Linked DNA regions of Bos taurus: region 1 is linked to region 2. The links are chromatin contacts, called in public Hi-C maps. All regions are on one chromosome and are shown on one strand. The core of a region is the stretch at or near the end of the contact, and the rest is flanking DNA. Distances in the headings are between cores, read along the strand shown.

Region 1 (6,396 bases), core at 2,892-5,391, 130 kb before region 2:
TCATTTCTGGTGGCCTTGATCCACACCCAACCTTGCGCTTGAACCTTTTGCTTTGCACAGGAAGTGTTTGAGGGGGACTGTGTTGAGGAAAGAGTATGGTCTTGAGAGGCAGGCAGATTTGAGATTTAAACTTGCCTCTGCCAAATGAGGGCTTCCCTCATAGCTCAATTGGTAGAGAATCTGCCTGCAATACAGGAGACCCTGGTTTGATTCCTGGCTCGGAAAGTTGCCCTGGAGAAGGGAAAGGCTACCCACTCTAGTATTCTGGCCCGGAGAATTGCGTGGGCTGTATAGTCCATGGGGTCGCAAAGAGTCGGACACGACTGAGCGACTTTCACTTCTGCCAAATGAACTAAGAACAAGTTTTCATTTGAGAATTAGACACAGACCCTGAGGATCGCCTGGGAGAGTCCCGGATACTCAAGAACCGTCACGCACAACGTGTGTGTGCGTGTCTGTCCTCCGCCACACGTGGAGCTCCCAGAAGGCAGGCAGTACCCGTGATTTGTCTCAGATTCTAGCACAAGTAGGAATTTAACAAATATTTTGTGAATGGTCTGTCCTTCATGCCTACCCTCACAGGACTCTGGGCTTATATAACTTGCCACCACCAACTGTGTTAGGCAGTCATTCTATTTACAGAACACTCAAGAGAAAATCAATTTAGCCTCTGGTATTTCTTTTCAGTGCAACGCATAGCTCCACCTAGTGGCGCATACAGGGTGTGATGCAGTGGTTTTGATTGCTTCTAACTCAAAGAATCATTTTATTGGTTTACAACTCAGAGCTGGTGTTATTCAAGACTGAGAGAGTGGAGAGTGTAGTGTGTAGTGGTTGGCTCCTCTTTGAATGTGGCCTGGCCAGAAGTCTAGTGCAGGAGAGAACACGGGGCTGTGAGCAAGTACATCTTCAGAGTTGGCTTTTCGATGATGGCAGTCTTCTCTGCTGGGTGTCAGGGGTTACTCCATCAACAGATGCCACACATGCCTGCTGGGAGACTTCACCCCTCTGAAGCTGAGGAACCCGTCCTTACGAATCCTTACCCCTCCATAGAAATGTCATGGCATGTCTTCACTCCAGCTGTGATGACAAAATACCATAGGCTGAGTGACTTCAATAACAGACATCTGCTTCTCATAGTTCTGGAGCCTGGAAGTTCATGATCAAAGTACCAGCATGGTCACGTTCTGGTGAGCACCCCTTGCTGGCTTGCTATGGTCCTCCCAAAGCAGAGAGAAGCAGGTCTGGAGTGTCTTCCTCTTCTAAGGGCCTTAATCCCACTTGGGGGCCCCCACCCTTGTGACCTCTTCAAATCCATTTAACTTCCAGAGGCCCCATCTCCAAATACCATCAAACTGGTGACTAGGGCTTCACCATATGATTTTTCAGGGGTGGGGGAAACACAGACATTTAACCACACAGGGTGTTTTATGCTTCCGTGCATCCTTCTCATGCATAGCACCCTGTGTTGCCTTTCCCATCATTGCTTGCCAGGTCACCTCCTCCAGGAAGCCTTCCCCGATTCTATCCAGGCAGAGCCAGTGATTCTTTCTTCTGGGCTCTGATCATCTTCGACATACCTGTAATAGCACTGACAGCATTGCACCAGAATTATTACACATATATAATGTGTGTATAAAATCAAACCAGGCATCCATACAAAACACCTTTTCAGATTGTTTCAGTACACTGATTATGAGAAACGGACAGAGCCCATGCCTGTTACCAGCTCTTAAAGGTCAAAGTGCAGTCTGTCTTACGGGCTCCCCTGTCTGCATTGGCTAGCACAGTGCCTGTTCCATAGTAAGTGACCAGTCGATACCCACTGACTAAAGGCTACAGGGACCTTCAGTGAAACAAGAGCGGTCACAGGCCTCTGAAAGAAGATGCGCCTCAGGTTGAAGCCCCTTGAGCTTGACGCCCTGGCCACATGGTCTTCCTTTCCATGGCTCTATTTATTCCAAACCTGTGCCTCCCTCAATCCCAGCGAGCTGGACACCGACAGTGCAAGGGAAAGAAAGTACGAAGGCCATACGCCATGGGGACGGGAGCGAAGGTGCCCTGTTCCTCTCTTCCTTCCTTCAGAGACCATCTTGGGACAAATGAGGGAAGCATTTCTCATCAAGTCAGCATAGGATACAGCTGGGCTCTTTCTTCTCTGCTAAATGTTTCTCTTGGTCTTTCCAGGCCAGACCTGAAGTCACCTTGACAGGCTGTTGTTCCTGGCAAACTGATAGGGAAGGAAGCCAAAACACTCCTTTTGGCCAAAATGCATGCCAGAGCCAAGAGAAACAGTTTTAGGTGAGGCTGTCCTGAAAGGCGCTAAGTCATGATAGGGTCCAGCGGATGTGGCAGGTACCTCTGAGACTTGAAAAGGTGGGCTCATGTTTCTCCAGGTTGATCCCTCTGAAGTGATCTTGGTTTTGGGGTTCCTGGAAGGCTTGGGAGTTCCAGGTCTCCCGTCGGACACTGGTCAGGTCTCAGTGATGTTCAGGAGGCTGAACTGCCATGGAAAGGTGGAGACTGCTGTCTAGACAGATCTGTAGGGCCTTGGGCAGACCACTTGTCCCTAATGCCCTGCATTCCTTTTATACACACTCACACATCAAAAATCCAGGGAGCTCCCTAGCGGGCCAGTGGTTAGGACTCTTTACTTTCAGTGGGGAAGGCACAGGTTCAATCCCTGGTTAGGGAACTGAGATTTTGCAAGTCATGTGATGTCAAAAAACAAAAACAAATTGCAGTGGTGCTCCAGCGTGAAGCCTTGGGCCCGGGGTAGCCCAGTGTGCCAGTGGTGGAACTGGGCCAGTTCCCAGTCTTTCAGCCTCTCTGTTCCTCCCTGCTTCCCTTGGTGTTTCCTCACTTCCCTTGGTGATTTATACAAGTCTTAGCAGTGTATGAATTCACAGAAACCAGGAATGCTTGGCCCCTTCTGATACTTTCCTTGGTGTTAAAAATCATAGGCAAACCCTGAGCGAGCACAGGGGGTTGTGCAGCGGGCAGGATTCATTTCCCGAAGTGTCGGTGAGCACACGCCAGCTCTCCTCACCTGGCTGTGATGTCATCTGACCCGGGCAGCGCTGCGGACTGATGGCCCTGGCTACCAAGATGAGTAGTCTGTCCCCAGTGGCTGGGGCGGCATCGCTTTTGAGCACGTCTTCTTCCCCACACCGCAGACTTGCTTGATTTACTGAGTGTGGGCAATCACTCAGCCCTTGTAGGCAGCTGAGCAGGCAGTTTAATCAGAGGAGAAAGAACAGTTGAGCTCAGGACATGGTGAAAGTAGAGAAATTCTCCAGCTTCCCAAGCCTGCTCGCGCCACTGTCGGCAGTGACGATAGATTTAGCAGGCAGAGGACAGAACGCAAAAAAGATTTCCTGGAGAACAGCCCTGTGGAGAAATGAAGTGTGGTCCAACTTTGACATGGGCAGCTCAGACCGTTACTCATAAGAGCAAATGTTGGCTTAGTAATTTATGGGGAAGAGAGGGGGAAAAAGTGGGGGGAGAGGGGTGCCTTGTCTTCTTAGGAAAACTGGGCCCCGACTGCTTGGGAAATTCCTAGCTTGCTTTGAGATTTGATCCCTTCCCACTCCCACCCCTGACCGCAGAATCCTGCAGGGAAGGAAGGGGAGGAGTGAATGAAAGTGGGCGCTTTGGAGAGAAGAAAGTCTTCTGAAGGGACTGCCCGCCGCCTGCTCGCCCATCCTCAGCGACATCCTCCCACACATGGGCTCCCCTGGACCTGGAAACCCTTCCTGGGGCCTGCCTTCTGGGGAGGCTCCAGGCAAAAGGCAGTAAATTGCCATTTAAAAAGTGTTTACGGAGTTTGTTGTGTACTGGAGACTGTGCCGAAGACAGGAAGGCTGAGGGAAATGAATGAGATGCAGAGCATCCCTGAGGATGCTCATGGAACAGGCAGGTGACAGGTCAGTGTCAGGGCGGGGAGCTCCGGAGAAGGGAAGCTGCAGTGCCTTCCAAGAGGACAGTGAGTGGAGACGAGGGTGTGCTGGGAGCTGGGGGCCGTGGCACGAAGGCCAGCCTGGCTGCTCTGCTCTGGGCTCGGTGCCCCGGAGCACGCTCCCGGGCCCGTCTCAGAGCTCTTGTGTGGCTTCAGTGAGTTCATGCCCGTGAACTTGGCCCAGAGTCTGCGTGGACAGAGCACTCAGCACTGTGTGTGGTGTCCCCCACCAGCAGCAGCTATAGCACCTTCAGGACCTGTGAGCTGAGCCTTGAAGGATAAGCAAGCAGCCAGGCAGACCGAGGTCAAGAACAAAGGCATGAAGACATAATGGGTGCGGGGTGTAGTTCTGTAAGAGTGGTGCGTTGTTTGGGGGTGGGTTGGCTGGAGATTCAAGACGGGCGGGGGTGGGCTCAGGCCAGGAGCTCTCAGAGCCCAGGGTCGGGTGACACAGCTCTGGGTAAGGCCAAGGCCCCAGGAATGGGGACATGGGGTCAGAGAGACTCTCTCCTAAAACTCCGCCTGACCTGGGGGCATGGAGGCGCCAGAGAGTCAAGGCCAGCTCCCGGGCTCCAGCCTGCGCGGCATTGTCTGAAATAGCTGATGTCTGTCCATCCTTTGCCAGCTTGCCCTCTTGCCTCTTGGCACCGCTCACTGCCCTTAGACTGTCTCAGGCCTCCAGGCCACCCCCGGACCAGGGCCGGCTGAGTGTTTCAGCAGAGTATGTGGCAGCCTCTGGAATGTAGTTCCCTGGGCTTTAGGAAAACCCCACTCCCACAGCCTTCCAATTCTTGCCCTGGAGAATTGCTCCAGGCCCAAGGGGGAGGCTGACCTGTGCTCAGTAGTTAAGTCTAACCCAAGACAGATGGTGGTAAATGTTCACAGTGGGAGGCAAGATGTGGGGGGTCTGACAATAGGGCAGGCCCCGAGGGGACCTCTTCTGTTCTCACTTTCTTCTCTGGGGACCAGGCTTCCCTCATCTACAGATGAGAATATTAACGCCTGGAGTTGCGGTGACCGATTGAATGAGGTGACATGCGCAGAACTGCTAGACCCTTCCACACCGTTCTCATAATAGTGATGGTGTTGCCCAGATTAAATGGGATAGGATGCACATATAATACCCAGTTCAGAGCCTGGTGCGGGGTAACAGTATGCACTATATCCCATTCCCTTCTGCCCTTCTGTTGGAACAGACTTCCTGCCCTTCACAGGGCTCTTCGTTGGTGAGCATCATCAACGCAGCCGCTTTGGCCTTACTCAGATCATCCCCACGTATCCAACCAAGGGAAAGTCTCCATTAATCTGTGCTGCAAAGAGACTGCATTTTTAATTATTTCAAGTCAACACATTTTTAACGAGGGTCTCCTCCATCCCAGGCCTTGCTCTGGGGTCTCTGACCGACAGGATCAGTTCTCAGGCTGACCATGTGGTACTCCTTCTTTTGCGATCTCACTTTTGATCAGTATAGGTCCTCGTCAGGATAAAGCGGGGACTGTGAGCTCACAGTTACCAAAGGATGCTTACACATGCAGGAAAAACATATGCCTACTCCGCAGCTCTAGATGGATGATGGATTAGGGGCCAATGTATATCACACATCTTCTGTGTGCCAGGTACTATATATATTCCTGAACTTTATAAGATGTTTTCATTTTACTAATAAGAAAAATGAAGAGCCAAGAGGCTGATTGTTAACTTCATTGCTTTTAAGCCCATGAACGAGATTTTTAACAGATGGCTGCCCTTCCCTTCTTTCCCTTCGTGTGCCGGCATTTCATTGTGATCTTGGTTCCTCTATTTGTTCTAGTAGAGTATTTTCTGCTTTCTTCAGGACTACCCTCTCTAGTAGAGTCTGCAGGCTCCTCTGTCTCTACTCAGTGTTTTGCAAAGGTACCTTTTTTAAAAAAATTCGTTCAATCGTTTACTTATTTTTGGCTGTGCTGGATCTTCGTTGCTGTGTGTGGACTTTCTCCAGTTGCGATGAGCAGGGGCTACTCTCTAGGTGTGATACACGGGCTTCTCATTGTGGTGGCTTTTCTTGTTGCGGAGCTCAGGCTCTACAGTGAGCTGGCTTCCGAAGCTGCAGCACGTGGGCTCGGGAGTTGCGGCTCACAGGCTCCAGAGGGCGGGCTCAGTGGTTGTGGCACATGGACCCAGTGGCCCTGTGAATGTGGAATCTTCCCAGACTAGGGATCGAACCTGTGTCCCCCGCCTTGGCAAGCAGATTCTTGAACAATGGACCAGGGAGATCTGCAAGCGTACCCTGAGCGGAGAGATCTGTGTCACAGGTAGACCCGAAGGTCCTCTGTATTTCCTGTTTAGCCTTTGCATGGCTCTCATCTAGAAAACCCAGTCTCATTTATCTTTGTCTTCAGCTTATAGAGCACCGAAAGCACCCTTTCCAGCTATTTTGCAAGGGCCAGCAGCTACAGAGT
Region 2 (5,909 bases), core at 10-2,509:
ACATCCTCGGATTAAAATGACCACAGATCAGGCTGAAAAGAGCCAGGGAGGTGTCACAGGTGAGAAGTGAGACCATTAAAGGCAGCAGCTTGTTATCAGGATTCCATCTCAGTTGTTTGGCTACCACAGAGCCTGTGGACTTTGTTCCAAGGTCACTGACCTAAAACCTCTCAATCACTCATCTAATTTGGAACACTTTCCAAATTAAACACATGTTTGTTTATGTAAAACTCTAGAGCTGCTTTTTTTTTTAGCAGCCCGGAGTTTTGTTCCCTTTGTCATTTAGTATGGCCCTTGACCTGAGCCAAAAGAAGGGACTGGTGGAGAGATTTCTTATCAGAATTTTCATGCATTTCATGCACTTCTTCATGCATTTTCCAGCCCCATTCACAGGCCCCAGTGTCTTTAAAACTTCAGCTGAACTTAGAGGAAAGGCACCATAGCTTCTCTGCTTGGTTTATCCAGACTACACGTTCACCATCTTGTGAGAGTTTGCCACCCTCCCATCACTAACCACATAAATCTGTGCTTTAGGGGGCCTGTGATATGAGGACACCGCCCCCTCCATTGAAACTCAGCTCTTCTGCCCCCCATTCCATAGGTCAGTTTCAACTCAGGCATCAGCTGGGGAAGAGGAGAAAATGATCATAAATCACCCAATGAAACCGTGAGTCTTCCACAGATTTTTTCCCCACATCTTTAACGGGGTCTTTATTTGATTTTTTCCAGGAGTACATCATTCACATTGACCCAGTGAGTCAGCTGGGGCTGAACTCTGACAGCGTCCTTGGCTACAGCATCGGGGACGTCAAGCGCAGCAACACCTCCGAGACCCCCGAACTGCTTCCTTGCGGCTACCTGGTGGGGGAGAACACGACCATCTCCGTGGCGGTCAAAGGTAATCCGGCCACGTGCAGGAGGGGAGATTCCAGAATTGCATTGTTTGTTCTGTGACTTGGCACAGGAACCAGTGGCCAGGATTTCATTTGTGTGTGTGAATGTGGGTTTTATTTTTTTTCCCCTCTGCCACCACAGTTACACTTACCTAAGCAACAGTCTTCAGCATTTTCAACCACCATTGGAAACAAACAATTTTAGTTTATTGCTGAAATTACATAACAAGAGGTCCCATTAGCCTTATGACTCTGACATAATGGAATCTTAATGTTGAAATGGGGCTCTGCTGATACCTGTGAGTTACTCTTGCTGGCAAGCCTTGGACACGGTCCTGCTCTACAGATGGGAGAGGCCACAGGGCACTGTGGCCAGGGAGGAGTCACTCAGAAAACCCCAAGAAGCGCTGACGCTCCTGCCCACGCAAGATGCTACTCAACCCTCTGATTGCCTCATCACCCAGAGAGGCTACACCTCAGGCCAAACTGTATTCTCTGGAACTTTAGACTCACAGAGTATGTGGGGGGAAAAATTTCATGGCCAAATAATCATTATTCCCATCTGAGTTTGGGGGTGGTGAACAGGCATATGGGTTCTCTAAAACCTCTGTCCTTTAATGTCCTGGGGCTTCCCTGGTGGCTGAGACAGTAAAGAATCCGCCTGCAGTGGAGGAGACCCAGGTTCTATCCGTGGGTTGGGAAGATCCCCTGGAGAAGGAAATGGCTATCCACTCCAGTATTCTTGCCTGGAAAATTCCATGGACAGAAGAGCCTGATAGGCTACAGTCCATGGGGCTACAAGGAGTTGGACATGACTGACTAACACTTACCACTTTAATGTCCTGATTCTTAACTGTTAAAAAGGCTGAATGATCCAATCTTATACAAATGCATATGACTGCAAAACCCCTTTTTCCTATATTTTATGAACCACCTAAAGAAGAGATTGCTAAACACTGTTCTAAGCTCAACCTTCACAGCATCTTATATCTTCCCCAGAAGGCACTGATTTTGACTGTAGTTTGGGGGCTGTTTGATGCAAACTTTGTCTCCTGGTTGGGAGGTTTTCCGAAAGCACCCAGCATTCTTCATCAGTAGGAAGGAAGGTCTTGCTTCTCTGATGACAAGCAGCAGGTTCCTGTTTGAGCCACATACACAGCCTTATTTGTTAGCATTCATTCCACAATTGTGGCCTTGGGCTGCAGGTGACAGAAACCTACTCAAAAACTAGCTTTAGCCAAAAGGAAACACACAGGCTCAGGTACTTGGAAAATCCAAGCATGGACTTCAAGCACAGGTGGAACCAGGAGCTCCAGCAATGCCGTCAGGACCAGGCCTACCTCAGCTTTGCTTATTTATTGAATTTTCTGCACCTGGCTGATCAATGGCCCTGACTCATCCTTCTAAACTTAGGAAGCTTTTAAAAGAGGACAAGTGTAACAGGAAATTCTTAGGGGTGATTCTGGCCTGTGTGTGCAAGCTAAGTCGCTTAGTCATGTCTAACTCTTTGCAATCCCATGAACTGTAACCCACCAGGCTCCTCTGTCCGTGGCATTCTCCAGGCAAGAACACTGTAGTGGGTAGTCATGCCCTCCTCCGGGGGATCTTCCCAACCCAGTAATTGAAACTGCTTCTCTTAACATCTCCTGCATTGGCAGGCAGATTCCTTACCACTAGCACTACCCGGGATTCTGGCCCACTGTGAATCAAATACTCATCACATTACCAAACCAGTCACAGGGACCAGGGAGAGGCTTTGGCTCAGCCTGGCCACACACCCAGCTTTGGTAGATGCAGGTGCTGGTCAGCTCTGCTTGGACAGCTGGAATGAACTCCCTACAAGAGCCCCACTGCAAGGAGAGAAGGGAGGGCTGCCAAGCACACCCTAACAACAGCTGTCCACCCCGAGAACCCTTTAAGGAAAGCCTGATACGCCATGACCTTAAATTGCCTTTCATCCACGCTGGCGAGCAGGTGAACACTGGAAATGCTGACAGGTAAAAGGAGTGACCCATTACTTAGATCAGACCAAACAGTGGCAGGATTATCTGCCTCCCATCCAGGCCACCCCACCGTGGAGTTGCAGGTGGTGCTGCTCTCAGCACATGAGGTTGTTTCAGCATCTCCAGGGGTGAGCTCGGGCTTGTTTTTAAGTGATACCTGAGTCTTCTGTGTTTCCCTGTAGTGCCTGACACTTAGGCCTTCAAGGCACTAAAAACCACCAAAGGATTTGAGCTGAAAGAGATCCATGAGCTGCAGATGATTCACCTCAGTGGTACTGGGGCAGGGGCTGTGGCTTTATGTGCTCTGAAGTGAGTTCGTCTGCAAAGTACTCCTTCCCTTGGAGTTTATGGCAAGAGGCTGAAACAGCACTGAAGAGCAGAGAGAGGGGTTTCAGTGTGTTTTAATCCCTGCCCTGTGTTGTTGTTAAGTTTAGACAGGAGACCCCACCCCTTCCCCCATACTTTGCATCAAGCTTTGAGCCAGTGTAGGCGCTATTGAGACCAGTTTTAGGAAGGTTTTAGACCTGTACCCAGATGTAATTGGGGATCCTTCATCAGGGTGATTTGTTTTTTGTTTTGTCTCTAAGTTGTGTCCAACTCTTTTTAAAACCCCATGGACTGTAGCCCACCAGGCTCCTCTATCCATGGGATTTCCCTGGGCAAGAATACTGGAGTAAAAAAAGAATACTGGAGTGGGTTGCCATTTTCCTTCTCCAGGGGATCTTCCCAGCCCAGGGATCAAACCCACATCTCTTGTGTCTCCTGCATTGCAGGTGGACTCTTTACCACTGAGCCACCAGGGAAGCCACTGGAATAGTCACTGCATTGGTTGAGGAGGATTGGAAACAAGCATATACTTGCATTATGGGGATCTGTTTGTAATGAATTAATTATGTAGATGGAAAAATGCTATTATAAAACAAAATAAGTTCCTTTCAATTTATTTTTTCCTATATATAATGGTTTCTTGAGGTACTTTTTTTAAAAAAAATTTAATTATGAAATTATGATAACACATTTACAGGAAGACTTGGAAAATATAGAACAAAGTTATATGTAGTTCTATTATATTACTATTATTTTTTAATCAGATAAATTAAGTTTTTAGTTGGAGTTTCAATATCAAACTTTCAAAAATTAATAGAATGAATAGGCAGAAAAGTAGAAGGATATAGTAGACTTGAAAAGCACTATGAACCAACTCAACATAATTAAGATTTATACAGTTTTCACACAGCAGCAGGATATAAATTCTATTCAAGTTCCCATAAACTAAACCAGGAAACAGTGGAACATATCTAGGGACATATAAAACAAGATGCAAAAATGTCATGGTCTAAAGGTATTGAAATCATACAGAGTCTGTTCTTTTGTGGAATTATGTTAGAAATCAGTATCAAAAGACATTTGAAAATAACCAATATATTTTCAAGTGCAATGCGACGTTTACCAAGAGAGATCTTTGACTCAGCCATTGAAAGTTGAGGTGCTTTTTTAATAGAATTACCTTAGGTTCTGGACAAGTAACCTTGGCTGGATCCTCTCTTGAGAATGATATCAAGAAAACAGCTCTTAGAAAGCCAACAGCCCTGAGTAATGAAGTTGTTCCAAGAGAGGAGGGGGAATGATCCTCATGTCGTGGGAGAGGCTCAGAGTAGGTCTGCCAGTATTTACATCCCCAAATCAAATGATCCCTGCTTGCATTTTTTCTCTTTTTAATAATAAAAGTGTTGATACCTTCGTGGTGTATCTCAGTGTGGGCACGCAGGAAAGAAAGAGGGTGAAGAGGCAGCCCACGGGTCCAGGTAGACACGGGAGATTCACAATAGATCTCAGCGAGCACCACCGCTAACGGTAAATCCTGAAAAACAATCTAAGCGCAGCGTCTTAGGAATTCTGCAGAGGACAGATGAGAACCAAGTGTCCAGACACGAAAGGTAAACCTGAGTCTGGAACCATCAGCCTAGGCAGGGGCCAGAGTACAGGCTGCTGGGGAGCAGGAAGCCTGCAGTGTCCCTGGGTGGGTGGGGGTCTCTGATGAGGGGGCTGCCCAGAAAAGGGATAGCCCAGGGTTTTGGCAGGCAGAGAGAGCCACCCGCTCTGCCAGGCTGTGAACACTTCCTGTCTCTCTCAAACACAGGGCTCGCAGAAAACAGCCTGGACTCACTGGTGTTCGAGTCGCTGATCCCCAAGCCCATCCTGCAGCGCTATGTGTCCCTGCTCGTGGAGCACCGGCGGATCATCCTCTCGGGGCCCAGCGGCACCGGGAAAACCTACCTGGCCAACCGGCTGTCAGAGTACCTGGTGCTCCGGGAGGGGCGGGAGCTGACCGACGGGGTCGTCGCCACCTTCAACGTGGACCACAAGTCCAGCAAGGTGAGGCGGTCATTCGGAGGCTGCTGCTCAGCCCTTTCAGAGCTACTGAGGCCACCACCACCCTGATGGCAAAGCAGCGTTTCCTACAGTGCTCACCTTTGCTGGTTATAAAAGTCTGGGAAAGGAGGGTAGAAAGGATCCAGCGGAAAGGAAGGCTCTGACCCCAAACTCGCCAGCAAGAAGTTCCACGTGTAAGTTGATGTATTGGGTTGGCCAAAAAACTCATTCAGGTTTTCTGTGTAAGTTTACGGGTTTTCCGTACATTTTGGGTTTTACGGAAAAACCTGAATGAATTTTTTGCCCAACCCAATAGTTTATTTCTTACTTCCCTGCTATGAGTTGGGCATGATGCTCAAAGCTGGTAGTTCTTTAACCCAGATGCTTCCATTTCACTTTACCAAGAATTCATCACATGCCTACTAGATTCTCCTGTTTTCCCAAAATGAAACCTTCTTTTGTGGAGCAACAATAACAATACGAACAACAGCTGTCATTTACAGATGGCTTGCCCCTGAAAGGGGTCTCCCCACAGCAGGACCTTCAAGGAAGTAGTTGTCATGATCCCATTTTACAGAGGAGGAAACTGAGGCTTGAGGCTGATGGCCACGTACCTAAGGCTACTCATATGGTACTGAGC

What was found. A called contact is a pair of places that touch in the nucleus more often than the background predicts.
Region 1: a contact with region 2 is called in a Hi-C map of liver, with 4 times the contacts expected there. The contact joins two enhancer-like sites. A contact is called at or near these places in 4 of 11 Hi-C or Micro-C datasets (liver, skeletal muscle and skin fibroblasts).

The regions. Positions count from the first base shown.
Region 1 is chr29:24,951,711-24,958,106 of ARS-UCD2.0, reverse strand. The region is part of intron 11 of NAV2 (neuron navigator 2); the gene reads left to right. Among named protein-coding and RNA genes, the nearest start is that of MIR449D, 8.3 kb to the left of the region's middle. Within about 2 kb of position 4,141, at least 5 of the 102 cell types and tissues checked have an H3K27ac peak or open chromatin away from gene starts, as enhancers often do. A contact at or near this core is called in liver, where this site is marked.
Region 2 is chr29:24,819,176-24,825,084 of ARS-UCD2.0, reverse strand. NAV2 (neuron navigator 2) reads left to right here. Exons shown (of 37, transcript XM_059883049.1): 30 at 730-898; 31 at 5,037-5,272. Among named protein-coding and RNA genes, the nearest start is that of DBX1, 64 kb to the right of the region's middle. Within about 2 kb of position 1,259, at least 5 of the 102 cell types and tissues checked have an H3K27ac peak or open chromatin away from gene starts, as enhancers often do. A contact at or near this core is called in liver, where this site is marked.